Linked DNA regions of Mus musculus: all the other regions are linked to region 1. The links are chromatin contacts, called in public promoter capture Hi-C maps. All regions are on one chromosome and are shown on one strand. Each heading gives the region's core, a stretch centred on a gene start, on an enhancer-like site or on the middle of the called end of the contact. The rest is flanking DNA. Distances are from core to core; before and after follow the strand shown. Region 1 holds the start of Rpsa (ribosomal protein SA). Region 2 holds the start of Kif15 (kinesin family member 15). Region 3 holds the start of Abhd5 (abhydrolase domain containing 5).

The links. Promoter capture Hi-C pulls out the DNA fragments that hold promoters and counts their contacts.
Region 2: a contact with region 1 is called in a promoter capture Hi-C map of erythroid cells, with 4 times the contacts expected there. The contact joins the promoter of Kif15 here to the promoter of Rpsa in region 1. A contact is called at or near these places in 3 of 39 promoter capture datasets (erythroid cells, liver and pre-B cells).
Region 3: a promoter capture Hi-C map of pre-B cells shows a contact between it and region 1, with 4 times the contacts expected there. The contact joins the promoter of Abhd5 here to the promoter of Rpsa in region 1. A contact is called at or near these places in 2 of 39 promoter capture datasets (liver and pre-B cells) and 1 of 9 other capture datasets (liver).

Annotation. Positions count from the first base shown.
Region 1 is chr9:120,125,883-120,130,452 of GRCm38.p6, forward strand. It overlaps Rpsa (ribosomal protein SA), which reads left to right and starts at 1,884. Exons shown (of 7, transcript NM_011029.4): 1 at 1,884-1,948; 2 at 2,575-2,740; 3 at 3,276-3,394; 4 at 4,236-4,481. The coding sequence starts at 2,608. LOC115485682 (a small nucleolar RNA gene) reads left to right here and starts at 2,898; the gene lies at 2,898-3,053. It overlaps Gm26448 (a small nucleolar RNA gene), which reads left to right and starts at 3,469; the gene lies at 3,469-3,671. Snora62 (small nucleolar RNA, H/ACA box 62) reads left to right here and starts at 4,552; the gene lies at 4,552-4,570. It also overlaps a transcript of Slc25a38 not described here.
Region 2 is chr9:122,948,362-122,952,931 of GRCm38.p6, forward strand. Kif15 (kinesin family member 15) reads left to right here and starts at 2,720. Exons shown (of 35, transcript NM_010620.1): 1 at 2,720-2,791. The coding sequence starts at 2,773. 1110059G10Rik (RIKEN cDNA 1110059G10 gene) reads right to left here and starts at 2,639. Exons shown (of 3, transcript NM_025419.4): 1 at 2,444-2,639; 2 at 564-708. The coding sequence starts at 2,551.
Region 3 is chr9:122,349,838-122,354,407 of GRCm38.p6, forward strand. It overlaps Abhd5 (abhydrolase domain containing 5), which reads left to right and starts at 1,779. Exons shown (of 7, transcript NM_026179.2): 1 at 1,779-2,002. The coding sequence starts at 1,950.

The DNA.
Region 1 (4,570 bases), core at 634-3,133:
GAGGCAGAAGAGCTGGAAGCTCAGTCATCCTCCACTTGTGAGACCCTGTTTAAAAGTGCAGCCATGACCCTATAAACTAGTTTTAGAACATTTCCACCCCCGACCTCCAGTAAGCTCTTATACCTACTTATAATCTTCATTCCCAGACCTACCACTCACTTTCTATTGTCATTTTTTTCTAATTAAATAATAAATGCTTTTATTTCTCCAATAACTTTTAAAATGTGAACATTCTGTCATTTAACCAGTTTTTACTTGCAAGTAACTTCATTGGGCCTTAGTTCCCTTTGAAATAGCATGCTCTTATTCCTGAAGGCAGTTAGCTTTTTTTTGTTGTTTTGGTTTTTTTTCGAGACAGGGTTTCTATGTGTAGTCCTGGGTGTCCTGGAATTCACTCTGTAAACCAGGCTGGCCTCGAACTCAGAAATCTGCCTGCTCCTGCCTCCTAAGTGCTAGGATTAAAGGCGTGCAATACCACGGCCCAGCAGCAGTTAGCTTTTCACCATCCTTTCTGTCTAGATAATACCCAAAGACAAATCCTACAGGGACAAGTATATGAACCCAGTGCTCACTTCTAAGCTGAAATAAGGTCATCTTGACTGCTTCAGCCTGGTACCAAGCGTGACCAAGGACAGCCGCAGGGAGCTAGGCCACTCTATTTTTTCTTTTTTTTAAAGACAGGGTTTCTCTGTGTAGCTTTGGCTGTCCTGGAACTCATTTTTGTAGATTAGACTAGCTTTCAACTCGTAGAGATCTGCTTGCCTCTGTCTCCTGAGTGCTGGCTAGGATTACAGGCATAGGCCACCACTACCTGACCTGAACATACCACTTAATAGATTTTAGAATATTCTGTTTTACTTAACAAGATATCTTGATACACATTCACGATGTGGCAAGTTAAATGCTTTGTTCTTTTTAGTTTTACCGTTTTATATTTATTTTTGAGACAGAGTATGACTATAGCTTCAAATTCATGGTCCTCTTGCCCCAGCAAGAACTGAAGAAACCCAGAGCCTTTCGATGTTAGTACTCTACCACGGAGCTGCACCCACACTCCTCTGGGTTTTTGATCTATTATTTTTGTTGTATGCATATATGGTTATCCTTCAGTATCTGTGGGATTTGTTCCAGAACCACCTATGGATGCCAAACCCATAGATGCTCAAGTCCCTAATATAAAATGGTCTGAGCTGGGCGTGGTGGCACACGCCTTTATTTAGCCCCGGCACTCCGGAGGCAGAGGCGGGCGGATTTCTGAGTTCGAGGCCAGCCTGGTCAATAAAGTGAGTTCCGGGACAGCCAGGGCTGTACAGAGAAACCCTGTCTCGAAAAACAAAACAAAACAAAAATAGTCTGGTATTTTCTAATAACCACAACCCTCCCACAGACTCCAAGTCATCTCTAGATTACTTGAGACATGGAATACAGTAATAAACGCTTTGTAAATAGATGACGCATCCAAATTTCTCCCTGCTCCCTTCAACACTTTTGTAATATCTTACTGGGTAACTACTATTTTGTAGTTCTCAAATGTAGGAAGGAGCCAGTACCAGAGGGGCAGGCGGGTGTGTGCTCCTGGAGTTAATCCTGACATAGGTGGCCCAGCTTGAAGCCTATTCGTCACTCAGCGGACCAAAAGCTACGGACTTTCCACGCTCGCTCCCCCCCCCCCACTCCCCCCCCTCGCCCCAGCTACTTCCGGCCTGGGGTCTGTGCAGCGACTGCAGCCGCGCAGGCGCGGGCCACTTTAACTTCCGCTCCGCGCGCGCTACAGCGGGCCCACTCACTGAATCTGCGCGTGCGCCAGAGGCTTTTTCCGGAGCGGAAGTTCTCCCTTTTTGCTTAGCCTGCTTTGCCATTGGCTGGCTGTGGGTTATTTAAGGACGTCATTTCCGGCCGCCCGTCCTTTCGCGCTACCCGGGGACGGGTCCATACGGCGTTGTTCTTGGTGAGTCTCACGTGGAGCCCTCGGCGTCTCCGGACGCCGCGGGACGCGCGCTTACTAGCTTCCCGCGCCATGGGTGGGCGCGGAGGGCGCCGAGGCTGCGTGTGCCGGGGCGGCTTGGCTCCTGGCGGCAGCGCCACGTGCTGGCCCGCAGTTAGGTGGGGCGGGCGCCACTGCGGGGCCCTTCTGCGGTTCGCGCCACGCTCGAGGGCCCTGTCGGCAAGATGCTGGGAAAAGTGCTTGTGAGGCGCATGGAGATGGGACGGGAACTGCCGGCCAGTCTCGAAATACAACTCCCGAAGCACCCCGATCATGGCCGCCTTTGCGCAACTCTCGGTGCAAAGAAGCAGCTATACTTAAGTAGCTATCCTGTAGTCAGTGTGCCTGCGGAGGCGCTAACTTCAACTGTCCAGTTTTTCTATATGTGCTCTGCTGACAAAGTCACTTTCCTTAGTGACTAGGTGGCCAGAAAAATCGAAAGGCAAGGAGGAATAAGAACACAACCCATTTCAGCTCAGATGATGTGCTGCGCCTAGTGGCATACGCCTTTAGTCCCCCTCTCAGGAGGCAGGGCAATCTTGTGAGTTCTAGTGTCAGAAGAAAAAAGATGAATTTTATTCCTTTTTTAGATTCCCATCGTAACTTAAAGGGAAACTTACACAATGTCCGGAGCCCTTGACGTCCTGCAGATGAAGGAGGAGGATGTCCTCAAATTCCTTGCTGCGGGAACCCACTTAGGTGGCACCAACCTTGACTTTCAGATGGAGCAGTACATCTACAAAAGGAAAAGTGACGGTCAGTTGCCACCTGTGATAGTCAGTTCCTGACTATGGTGCTCTAATGGGTATAGTGCCTGGTAACTGAATGGTTGGTGTTGGAGTGCTACTCTGGCTTGTGATGTAACTAAGAGGATGTGTGGGAAGGGGCCAGAGGTCATGGAGGACTGACTGACCCTGCACACTATTAAAGCTCAGAGTGGAGGCCAGTCTTGGCCAGTGAACTTCTGAGTGTCGGAAGTGTGCTACATTGAATTTATGGCAGGATTTTCGCTAACACCAGTAGAGCTTGCCTCTATGACTGGAGTTTGGTAGTGGTCACTGCCACATGCGTATGCCTTACCTTCCCACAGTGTCCATTCACAAGGCTATGAGGCTAGCAAGCCTGTCTGGGACACCCACTTTAAACTACTTGTTGCTGGGTGTGGTGGTTTCACACCCTTTAATCCTAGTGTTTAGGAGGCAGTCAGGAGTCTGATCAGCCAGGTCTGCAGAGTGACTGCCAGACTTCCTGCCTTGGGAAGCTCCTCAGAGAGTTCCGTTTGCTGGCCTAGGTATCTACATCATAAACCTGAAGAGGACCTGGGAGAAGCTGTTGCTCGCAGCTCGAGCTATTGTTGCCATCGAGAATCCTGCTGACGTCAGCGTCATCTCCTCCAGGAACACTGGCCAGGTTTGTGGCATGCATGTGCTTTTGTTTGGGGGTCAGTAATCGATAGAGTACATTGGGCATACAAAGCAAAGTATCCAACGTGGACAACCCAGGAGGTCACTCTCCCTGGGCTCTGTCCTAGTGGCATAGGGGAGCATAGGCCTTGCCCAGTGACGTACAGTCCCTTTCCACGGCGTTGGAGATGAAGCTGGGCTTTGTGCCCGCGCCTGCATATTCCTACGACTTCTCAGAGTCCTGTGGACAGTGACTGAGGAGGCAAACCATGCAGGAAACAGTGCTGACTCGGTGGCAAACAGAGCTTTGTGTTAGAGGAAATTGGTGCTGACTTAAGGGAAAGGCAACGTCAGACACAAACAAAATAGCCAAGTTAAGTCTTTGTTAACATGTATATCAGTTGATAAAACAATGAGATATGAACTGTTGAGATAGTTTTGGTACGTGGTGGCTTAAAACCATCCATAGTTCTGTTCAAGGAGATCCAATACCAAACCACCATGTGTGGGGGTGATATACTTTTGTACATTGCAGGATAACCACTCCTAAATTAACTAAAGAACTATCCACAAACAGAGGAGGGGGGGTGATGAGCTTGCTCTGTGTTCGGATAAATTTGTCAGGTGTTTGCTGAGTACCTGTAACTGTCCTTTGGGGGGCTTGGGCATGTGAGAAACTTGAGTCAGGTGCCTCACACTAAGGCATCATGCAGGTGTTACAGTTAGCCTAAGAATGTGCTTCAGCACAGTACTTTGATGCTTTGGTGTTTGATAGGTGACTAGAAGTGGGTATCAGCAGTTTCCTCGTGAAGCATGCATGATAATGCTGACTCAATCTCCCTTCAAAGCGAGCTGTGCTGAAGTTTGCTGCTGCCACAGGAGCCACTCCGATCGCTGGCCGCTTCACACCTGGGACCTTCACTAACCAGATCCAAGCAGCCTTCAGGGAGCCACGGCTTCTAGTGGTGACCGATCCCAGGGCTGACCATCAGCCACTCACAGAGGCCTCTTATGTCAACCTGCCCACCATTGCTCTGTGTAACACAGATTCTCCCCTGCGCTATGTGGACATTGCCATCCCATGCAACAACAAGGTACTTGGTCTTGCAGAGCTGACAGAGGCACTGGGGAAGCCTTCACCGTCCCCTGCACATTGTTAGAGCTTGGAGTTGAGGTCACACGC
Region 2 (4,570 bases), core at 1,470-3,969, 2.8 Mb after region 1:
ACCTCATGTATGCTCTACTATTGAGCTGTATTTCCAGCTCATAAGGTTGTATTTTTGAATTGTTTGGAACCACAGTATTTTTCCATAAAACAATGCAATAGGAATAATACAAGTATTATACAAAGCCGGGTGTGGTGGCGCACGGCTTTAATCCCAGCACTCAGCAGGCAGAGACAGGCAGATTTCTAAGTTCGAGGCCAGCCTGGTTTACAAAGTGAGTTCCAGGACAGCCAGGGCTACACAGAGAAACCCTGTCTCGAACCCCCCCCCCCCCAAAAAAAAAAAACCTCCAAAAACCAAGTACTATACATAACACAGTATACTTCAGGCACTAATTACACAGATATCTATTGACTGGTTGGCCTATTTTAGCAATAGGATACTTTATACAGTACACTAAGGTCAGTCTACTTATTTTCTATTTCACTGAAGTGATACTTGAGGCACAGAGTGAAATCACTTGCTCAAGGTTACACATCTGGTACAAAAGCTAATGCTTGAACCAAAGGCTTTCTTCAAACCATTCTATTCAATTAAAAAAATCAGATTATTTTAGGATATACCTGTTTTGGCAGCCTTTATTTCTGCTTTAATTTTCATGACCTCTTCAGCTGTTAGGTCTCCCTTTTTTAAAACCACTACTTGAGGCTGTTCATCTTCTTTGTCACTGTGATTGCCATCTTCATCTGGGAGCTGAGGCTGGATTTTCTACAGAAAATGTTTGATAATCTTTAACCAAACACTGCCATTGTGAGCAACTGTAATTTTTAAAGTGAAGTGGGCTGGGCAGTGGTTGTGTATACCTTTAATCCTAGCACTCAGGAGGCAGAGGCAGACCGATCTCTGTGAGTTTGAGGCCAGCCTGGTCTACACAGTGATTTCCAGGCCAGCCAAGACTACAAAGAGAAACCCTGTCTTGATAACAAAACAAACAAACAAGCAAAACTAGAACAAAAGCAAAATGGATAATGATCCTTGAAATGAATAGAAGATAAAATTTTAATTAAAAATAAACTCCAAAGAGTTTATTTTTACTATACCAGAAAACAGAAACTGGGAAACTTCTCCAGTGGGATTAATTTCTATCTAGACTATTGAAGGCAGTGCCACATCATCTTGCTTCCTCTTTTCTAATCAATATTTTTCATCCCTGTCTTGTCTGGATTTGATAAAACAACAACAACAAAAACCAACAAAACACCAACAACCTGACTTTACCATCCAAGCCACAAAAGTACAGAAAATAACAGGAAAATTATATTTTCCCCTACCTCTGCTCATTTGATATACTAACAGCTTCAGTTTTGTAGATATCTTTGTTTGTTTTTCAAGACAGGGTTTCCTCTGTTTAGCCTTCATTGCCCTGCAACTCCATTTGTAGATCAGGCTGGTCTGGAAGTCAGAGATCTGCCTGCTTCTTCATTCTGAGTTCTAGGATTCAAAGACATGTGCCACCACTGCCCAGCAGATACTATTAGCTGCTATTCAAGGACACACAAATAGTTATATAAAAGGTTTTGTACATAAACAATACTGTACATAATTGTTTAACTTTTGAAATTTATCAAACAGAAACCTAGTACTCACTGTACAAATGTAACAATTATATTTTGTCAGCTAAGTCAAAACATTTCTACTTTTTAACTAAGAAAGGTTTTGCATACTTTGAGATAAATACAGAATTATCTCATTTTTCAAGCAACTGTCTAATATTTAATTTTGGGCAGTCATCTTATGGGGAATACCCTGCATGACTTGGCCTTTGCCCACTACTATATTTTATCCCATGTAACTTTCACAGCTTCTAAGAGTCTAGACAACTAAGTTTGAGTACTCAACTGTCCATTATGTCTGTCTTTTTTTCTCAAACTGTGTCTAGGATGCTCCAGGCCATCTCTTACATAGCTAGCCCTCAAAACTAAAGAATCCCTAGATGCGCTTTTGAACACAACTGCATGTCCTCTTGTTTGACCTGTGCATAGCTTCTCGGCAGCAAGAACGCATTGTGTTTTCAATGTTACCTTCATTAGACAACCCCCTTTGAGAAGTACTGTTTCATTTCCCTATCTTGAGACACACAGCTTGGTAAACAGCAGGGGTTCTACTAGTCCTGGCTGATTCCTTCAAAGACTCCTGATTCGAGTCGTTTAATCAAGTGGCTTCGGTCTCCTTATCTGAAAAAGGGGACGACGCTGTCAATCACCTTGCTCAGGTAAAGTGAGATCCGCAAGTAAGAAAGGACAGAAAAGCTGTCTAGACTAGCTACTAGGGCTAGGTCGTTTTCAAGAATAGCACCCTGCAAGTAAGAATTCCTGGACCCGAGAGGCCAGACCTGGGGTCCGGCTGGTCGCGAGTGAGGGACCTGTCAGTTACGTCGGCACCGAGGAGCCGGAAGTGGGGTGGAGATAGAGGGTCTGACTCGGGGCGACTCCCGCGGCCTCACCTTGGTCTCTACGGTGGGCCCCTCCTTGTAGCCGACTCTCTCTTTGAAGCGGGACAGGAAGGCGGGCTCTGCGGGCCGCACATAGGACACTTGGTTCCGCTTGCTCATGGTAGTTCTGGTTCTGACCAACAATAAATAGCACTCGGCAGACTTGGCAGGGTACAAAGTGTCTGTCGCCCGCGCGGACTTCTGACGTAGACCGTGTTAGTGACGCCATCCGACCACGCCCAGGAGGCGTGGTCCGTTGGGGCGCCAAATTCAAATCTGCGGCCATCTTGAAGGGAGGATTCTGGTGGTCCTGGCGTAAGCGAATCTCGGACGGGGTCGCCATGGCCCCCGGCTGCAAATGTAAGTTGCGAGCCTGCCTGGTGAACTCATCGCCGCTGGCAGATGCCGGTGCTACGGGGCGTCACCTCTTAGGGCGCCCCGCGAGGGCGACGACGGCACACGCAGTGGGAACCCGAGTTCCTCACGGAGCGCGGGCGTCCCGCCTCGGCCACCCTACACCCGAGCGCTCTTCTCTGTGCATGGGACCCTGCTGTTTCCTTGCTGGCTTCTGGTGTCCTGAGGGCGGCCCTTGCGCTGCACTTGATGCTTGATTACCTATTTCTGCCTTTTTTGAAGGGAAGGGATTTGTGTTCCCTTCGGTGGCCTACCCTCAGAGGAGGGAACTTTAAAGCGAATTGCAACGGTCCCTTTACAACAGTTCCCATTCTTCATGCAAGACTTCATGAGTTCCTGAAACCAGAACTGTATCTTAGTACAGAACCCTATAGATAATGTGCTCTGTAAACTAAGTGTACTAAGATTAGCTAATACTAAAATACCTCAATTATAGTAATAGACAGTAATAGTTATTTGAAAGTAGTCTTTGCCTCAATTATAGTAATAGACAGTAATAGTTATTTGAAAGTAGTCTTTGACATAGTGTCTTATTATACCGGTCTTTTATCCTATGAGATTCTACGGTGTCTACTTGCTGAGAGAAATTCTGTAGACAGTATGACAGAGTTAGTATCCAAAAGTCACTTGAACACAAGCATTGTGATATAGCCACTTGATCTAATAACAAATGGCTGAGACTGTTAGGAGAGTAGTGTTTATAGTACCTGGCTAAAAAGAGTTGTGTAGCATGAGGCTTTATATTGAGACCTTGTTTAAAAAAAAAAAAAAAAAAAGGCTTAGAAATTGTTTCATTCTGAATTTTCTATTTAGTTGTTTTAGATTGTGATTGATGGCTGAGGAAAAAAACATAGAAAAAAGAAGTGCAGATTATGAGTAGACTAATATATATATTAATCTGTTTTCATCACAAAGAGATTGATTTAATCCCCCACTTCCAACGTATATGAGTGCCACCTCTTATATTGCCTATTATCTTTCTTAAATTATTTTTAATTATTGGTGTGTATGTGAGTGCACATGCATGTGTATATGTGTGCACAGCTGCGAGTGTAGTTTGTGTGTAGGTTGCTTGTGTGGGTGAAGATGGCCGTGGAGTGGTTGGATACTCTAGAGCTAGCATTATGAGTGGTTGTGAGCTTCTGAATATGGGTGCTGGCATGTGTGGTTTTTTTTTTTTTCCTTTGTTTTTCGGCTGATTATAAGATTTGAGAATAAAATGAGATACTTGAGAAAATTGTGAAATTATACATTTGAAATTTACAATAGTGTTCATGTTTGTAGCTCTTTGTCAATTGTTATTGTTTCCTGATGAATTGTTTTAGTAACCCTTTAAGTCTATTACACTGATATTTGAACAGCTCTGTGTGATCTTTTCCTCTATTTAAAGTAGCCTGTCTCCTCTACCTCTTCAGCAGTAAGAGAATTTAAGCGTACAAACTAGTACATGATAGAGCTTAAATTCTTTTTAAAATCTAGGCTCGTCTTAAGGTTTCTGTGAAGCCAGACAGGGCCTGGAGCTTCTGATCCTCAGGATTTCACCTCCCAAGTGCTAGGACAGCGATAGCCTTGTAGTCAGTCAGTAACTCCTTCGGCCTCAGCCAGTCTTCTGATTTCTACCCTCACCGATTAGTTTTACCTATTCTTGAAGCTCATGAGCATGGTACATATATTCTTTTTCTTGTTGTAGTAACTGTCCTGACACTTTGTGCCTGTGGGCACATG
Region 3 (4,570 bases), core at 529-3,028, 2.2 Mb after region 1:
GGGTTTCTTATAAAAAGAAGGGTTAGGCCCCTTTCTTGCTCTCTTTGCCCTCTGCCATGAGATGAAGCAGCAAGGCCCTCTTTGTATACCACAGACGCCTTCCTCACAGTCTCCAGCACTGTGAGGGATAAAACTTGTTTGTTGTAAATGATTAGTCAAGGTGTTTCTCTACAGCAGCAAATGTGGTCTAAAATGGAGAGTGATGCATGGGGTCTTAAATACAGGGAAGAATATTAGTGTAGGCTTCAGGAAGGACTCTGGCCTTCCTGAGGAGCTGATGACTGGAGAGAGGTAATCCTAAAGTAACGAAGGGAATACAAACGATATTTACATTATCCATTTGCCTTCAAAAAAATCAAGAGGGTGGTGGGAGCCTCTGTTTCTGTTCAAACCCACATCCACACACCTGCTCTTGGTTAGATCTCTGGGAAAGGGGGAATGCCACATATTTTGGCCTTATTAGAATTATTTGAGACTCAGTTAGCTTACATCAGGCTCCTGAGTAGTTCCGGGCATCAGTACCACCCAGGTGTGGCTGAACTAAGAGAACCTATTACATATTCTCAGAATTTCATTTTTTGGAGTGTGGGGTAGAGGGCAGGATGGGAATTGAACCTAGGAACTAATGCATAGATGGCCCCTGCACAACACAGCTCCAGCTGTAGGCAGCTTGTCACAAGCACAAAGAGCTAGGCTAGTTCATACACTTTCTCCTGACCGGAGGAACCTGCCCCCAGCCAAGGGAAACATCCCTTATGCAACACCAGGATGCCTCTATTTGTTTAATCACAGTGAGTGCCATAGTTCTGAATTCTATTTTTAAAGCGCAGTCTTGGACTTACTTGCTAGCTGCTGACTTTCATTTGCCTGTACTGAGCTTTACTCTTTATCACTTTCACGCATTTGCTCACGTCCCTTAACCAGGAAAAAAATTATTAAAATAATCCCACTCGAGGGTGTGCCTCCTTGCCTGTATGTGCACCATATACATTAAGGTGCTCTGAGGCCAGAAGAGGGTGTTGCTCCCCTGGAACTGGAATTACAAGCAGTTGTGGGGCTCCACATGGATGCTGGAAACAAACCCATTCTCTTCTATAGGACAGTATGCACTCTTAACCACTGAGCCATCCCTCGAGCCCTCTCCCCTTTAAATTTATTTATTTTAAAGACAGGGTCTCACTGTGTAGCTCTGGCTGGCTAATCAGGCTAATCCAACTCACAGAAATGTGTTTGCCTCTGACTCCCAAGTGTTTTTGAAGGGTGTGGACCACCATATCGAGCTCATGAGAATATTTTTATGAGCCCTCAGCCCTCTATCATTTTAGAATGGATTCTAGGAAGTGCTCTCCCTCTCTCCCTCCCTCGCCCCTCTCTTCTGTGGTCTGTGGGGATGATGATGGTGGTGGTGGTGATGGTGGTGGTGTGTGTGTAATTCTAGTACCCACACATAAGCTCTCAGCCTTCCGGAGTCTAGAGTCTGGCAGGGTGGAGTGCAAGTTCCTAGAGGCCACCACCTGAAAGTAAGGGCTGGAGGGTCCAGCACCACAGGATGCGCACTTCTGCCACTCAGGCTATTTCTGGCTGGGGTCTCACTCCAGGCTACCTACGGCTTGCCTAGCGCCCCGTCCAGGGCAGTCCACACGGGCGGAATGACGCATTAATGGTCATTATTCCGACGGATGACTACCTAGGCTCCCGCGGCGTCGGGCTGACCTTCCTTACCAGTGCCCCCGCCTCCGCGCGACAGGCGGGCAGCGCATGCGTGTCTGCGAGGCCGGGCCGCTGGGACGCCGAGCCTGCGGTGGCGCGGCCGCGCCCTCGGATCGTCCCAGCGGGCGGACGACGCATGCGCGGGCGGTGCGGTCTTAAGGGCGGCCGCGGCCCGGGGCCGCCCAGTCGGCCTGTCAGCCGGCTTCGAGGTGTGTCCCTGCGCTTGCGCGGCGGCGGTGATGAAAGCGATGGCGGCGGAGGAGGAGGTGGACTCGGCAGACGCCGGTGGAGGGTGAGGATCACCCGGGAAGGGGGGGACGACGTGGGTCTCGTGCGCTCTGGCGACCCCGGGCGGCCAGCCGAGGGAAGGCGCGGGCGCCCGCTCTCTCGACCCGTCGGGGCAGACAGGCCCGGTCAGGGCCGCGGGGCTGCGGGGAGGGAAAGCGGCTGCTGTTGACGGCCGTCCCGGTGATCCCGAGCGCGGCGGAGCTCAGAACTCCGCGCCGGGAGCCGTGCGTCGCCAGGGTGGGAGAAGGCGTCGGACTCGGAGCCTCGCGGGACAGCCGATCGCCGCCGGTGCGCCTGGGGCGCTTGCGTCCCACCTCCCGCTGCCCCGTGCGTGCGCTCCCGTGACCCGGCGGTCTGGCTTCACTAGCCCTGGCAAACTTTGTGAAAGTTGAAGGGCAGATGCCTAACAGGAAGGAAGCCCTTAAGTTGTTGTTGTTGTTGTTTTGTTTTTTTTGGAAACCGGAGTCACTCTATGTAGCCCTTGCTGGCCTGGAAATCTGTAGACCAGGGTAGCTTTTCAACTCTGCAGAGACCCAATCCTTTTGCCTCAGCCGTCCAGTGCTGAGATCACATGTGTGAACCACCACACCCAACTTCTTCATAGACATAGTAAGTTATTCTTTTTTGTTTTTGATATGTCATGCCCTTGTGAGTAGAACAATGCTTGGTGGAAAAATTAAATTACTATGAAAGTTATTTCACTGATTCTCAAAAGGCTACTTGTTTTATATGGACGGGACTATACATCTCCTTTATAAATTATTTTGACAGTTGTACTTCAGCTATTTGGAGACATTTGTATGGGAAAGATAACCATAGGGTAAATAGATTATGGTAATGTGAAAGTAAGTATTTTGGAAAGATGTTAGGGGAGGAATATTTTTGAAATGCTAGAAACTACACTCTTCAAGTTTTGTTTAAGTGATAATTAACAAGTGGAGCCACTGTTTTGGTCTGTTGTTGAACTTCCTAGTTATATTGACATGAAATACAGAGTGTCATGTGGTACAACTAGGACCTGGTAGCTTGGGTTTCTATTAAATTTGTCAGGACATTTTTCTGGCTCTGAGAATTCTAACTTGTGGGCCCTTTTGGTCTTGATACTGTGAGGCTCAGGAATCCATAGCACAACGGTGAGAGTGACATGGCTCTGATGATGGCTGGAGGTCACTGAGGGCAAGACTGGTTACAGTCCCTAGTCAGAGGTAGACCTCTCTGGTATTTTTGGCAGGACCCGTGAGCAGTGCTGGATAACCATGCAAACAGAAAGAAGGCTAGGTTCTTGCTGGGTGCTCCCCCAGTGTGGTCATGATAATCCTAGAGTCTCCCCTGTGAGTAGATCTGACCACTCCCATTTTCATTTGGAACCGCCACTACCAAGAAGCAGAGCTAACTGGAACCTGCTCCTTTAGGTGTCTGCATTCAACTTTAAGGCGTTTTCCTCATATTTCTGCTACTTCTCAATGGGATTGGGACTCGTGGGATATTTGCCTGCCGTTTTGAGTTAAGTTCTTCAAGACATTTGGGTTTAGATGATGCCATAATTTGGGTCTGGTCTGAATGTCCTAAGAGACTTCACATGTTGGCATTTAATCCTCATTGAGAAGAACTGAGTAGAACTCCAGTGTGATGATAGTTCCTAGAGGCAAGGCTTTGGGATCAGTCAGTAGAACCAAGCCTTGGTGATTGAACCCTTGTGGTTTTCTGAGAAGAGGAGGAGAATTCAGTGTATGCACAGTGTTCTCAGCTCCCTGTGTCTTGCCTAACCCTGATATCCTATGCTACCCTGGGATTTTACCAGGAAAAGTCTAACACTAGGAGTAATCCTATTTTGTACCTCCGGAAGTATGATGAAAACACCTCATTTCTTTACAGATGGGGAGATGATATTGATAAAGCAAGCGATTATAAGCTGCCATCCTATAGCATTTTGGAGCATGTAATTCTTTCCCTTCGTGGCTCTTGGTGGAGACAAGTTTACTGGGAAGCTTTCAAAATCCTATCCCTTTCAGTTGCAATACAGTTGAGAAAGCCAAATATAATAAGAATAGGGTAGATTTCTGCAGATTGCTTTAATGATATCCCAGAGAATTACATAGTGGCGGAATTTGGGGGAAAGCCATCACAGAAATTCACCATTGCAGAGTAGACCAAGAAACAGGTGGTTTTCAGGGCATGCTGGAGTTGATCTGTACTGGCAAATCATTGCTGAATTTTCAGGAATTTTACCACACCAGTACCCTGAAACCAGCCACAGTGGGAATATTTACACCATGGGAAATCAGCAGATTCTATTAAAGAAGACCGGATTTCTCTCTACTGCCTCAGTTGATTTGCCACATCCTGCTGGATATATGTTAAAGTCTCTTGTATAGTTCTGTGCTTTGGCGATTGAAGAGTGAACTTCTTTATCTTATCTCATAAAAAAACTGCTAAGATCTAGACATTTTTTCCTGCTGCTATTGCTCTGTAATCCTTGCTCCAAGTCTTTTTCAAAATCTTGAAATTCTTCAATGCTAATCCCAGTGCCAATGCCCTTACTTATTCACACACACTATTGACTTTTTCACAC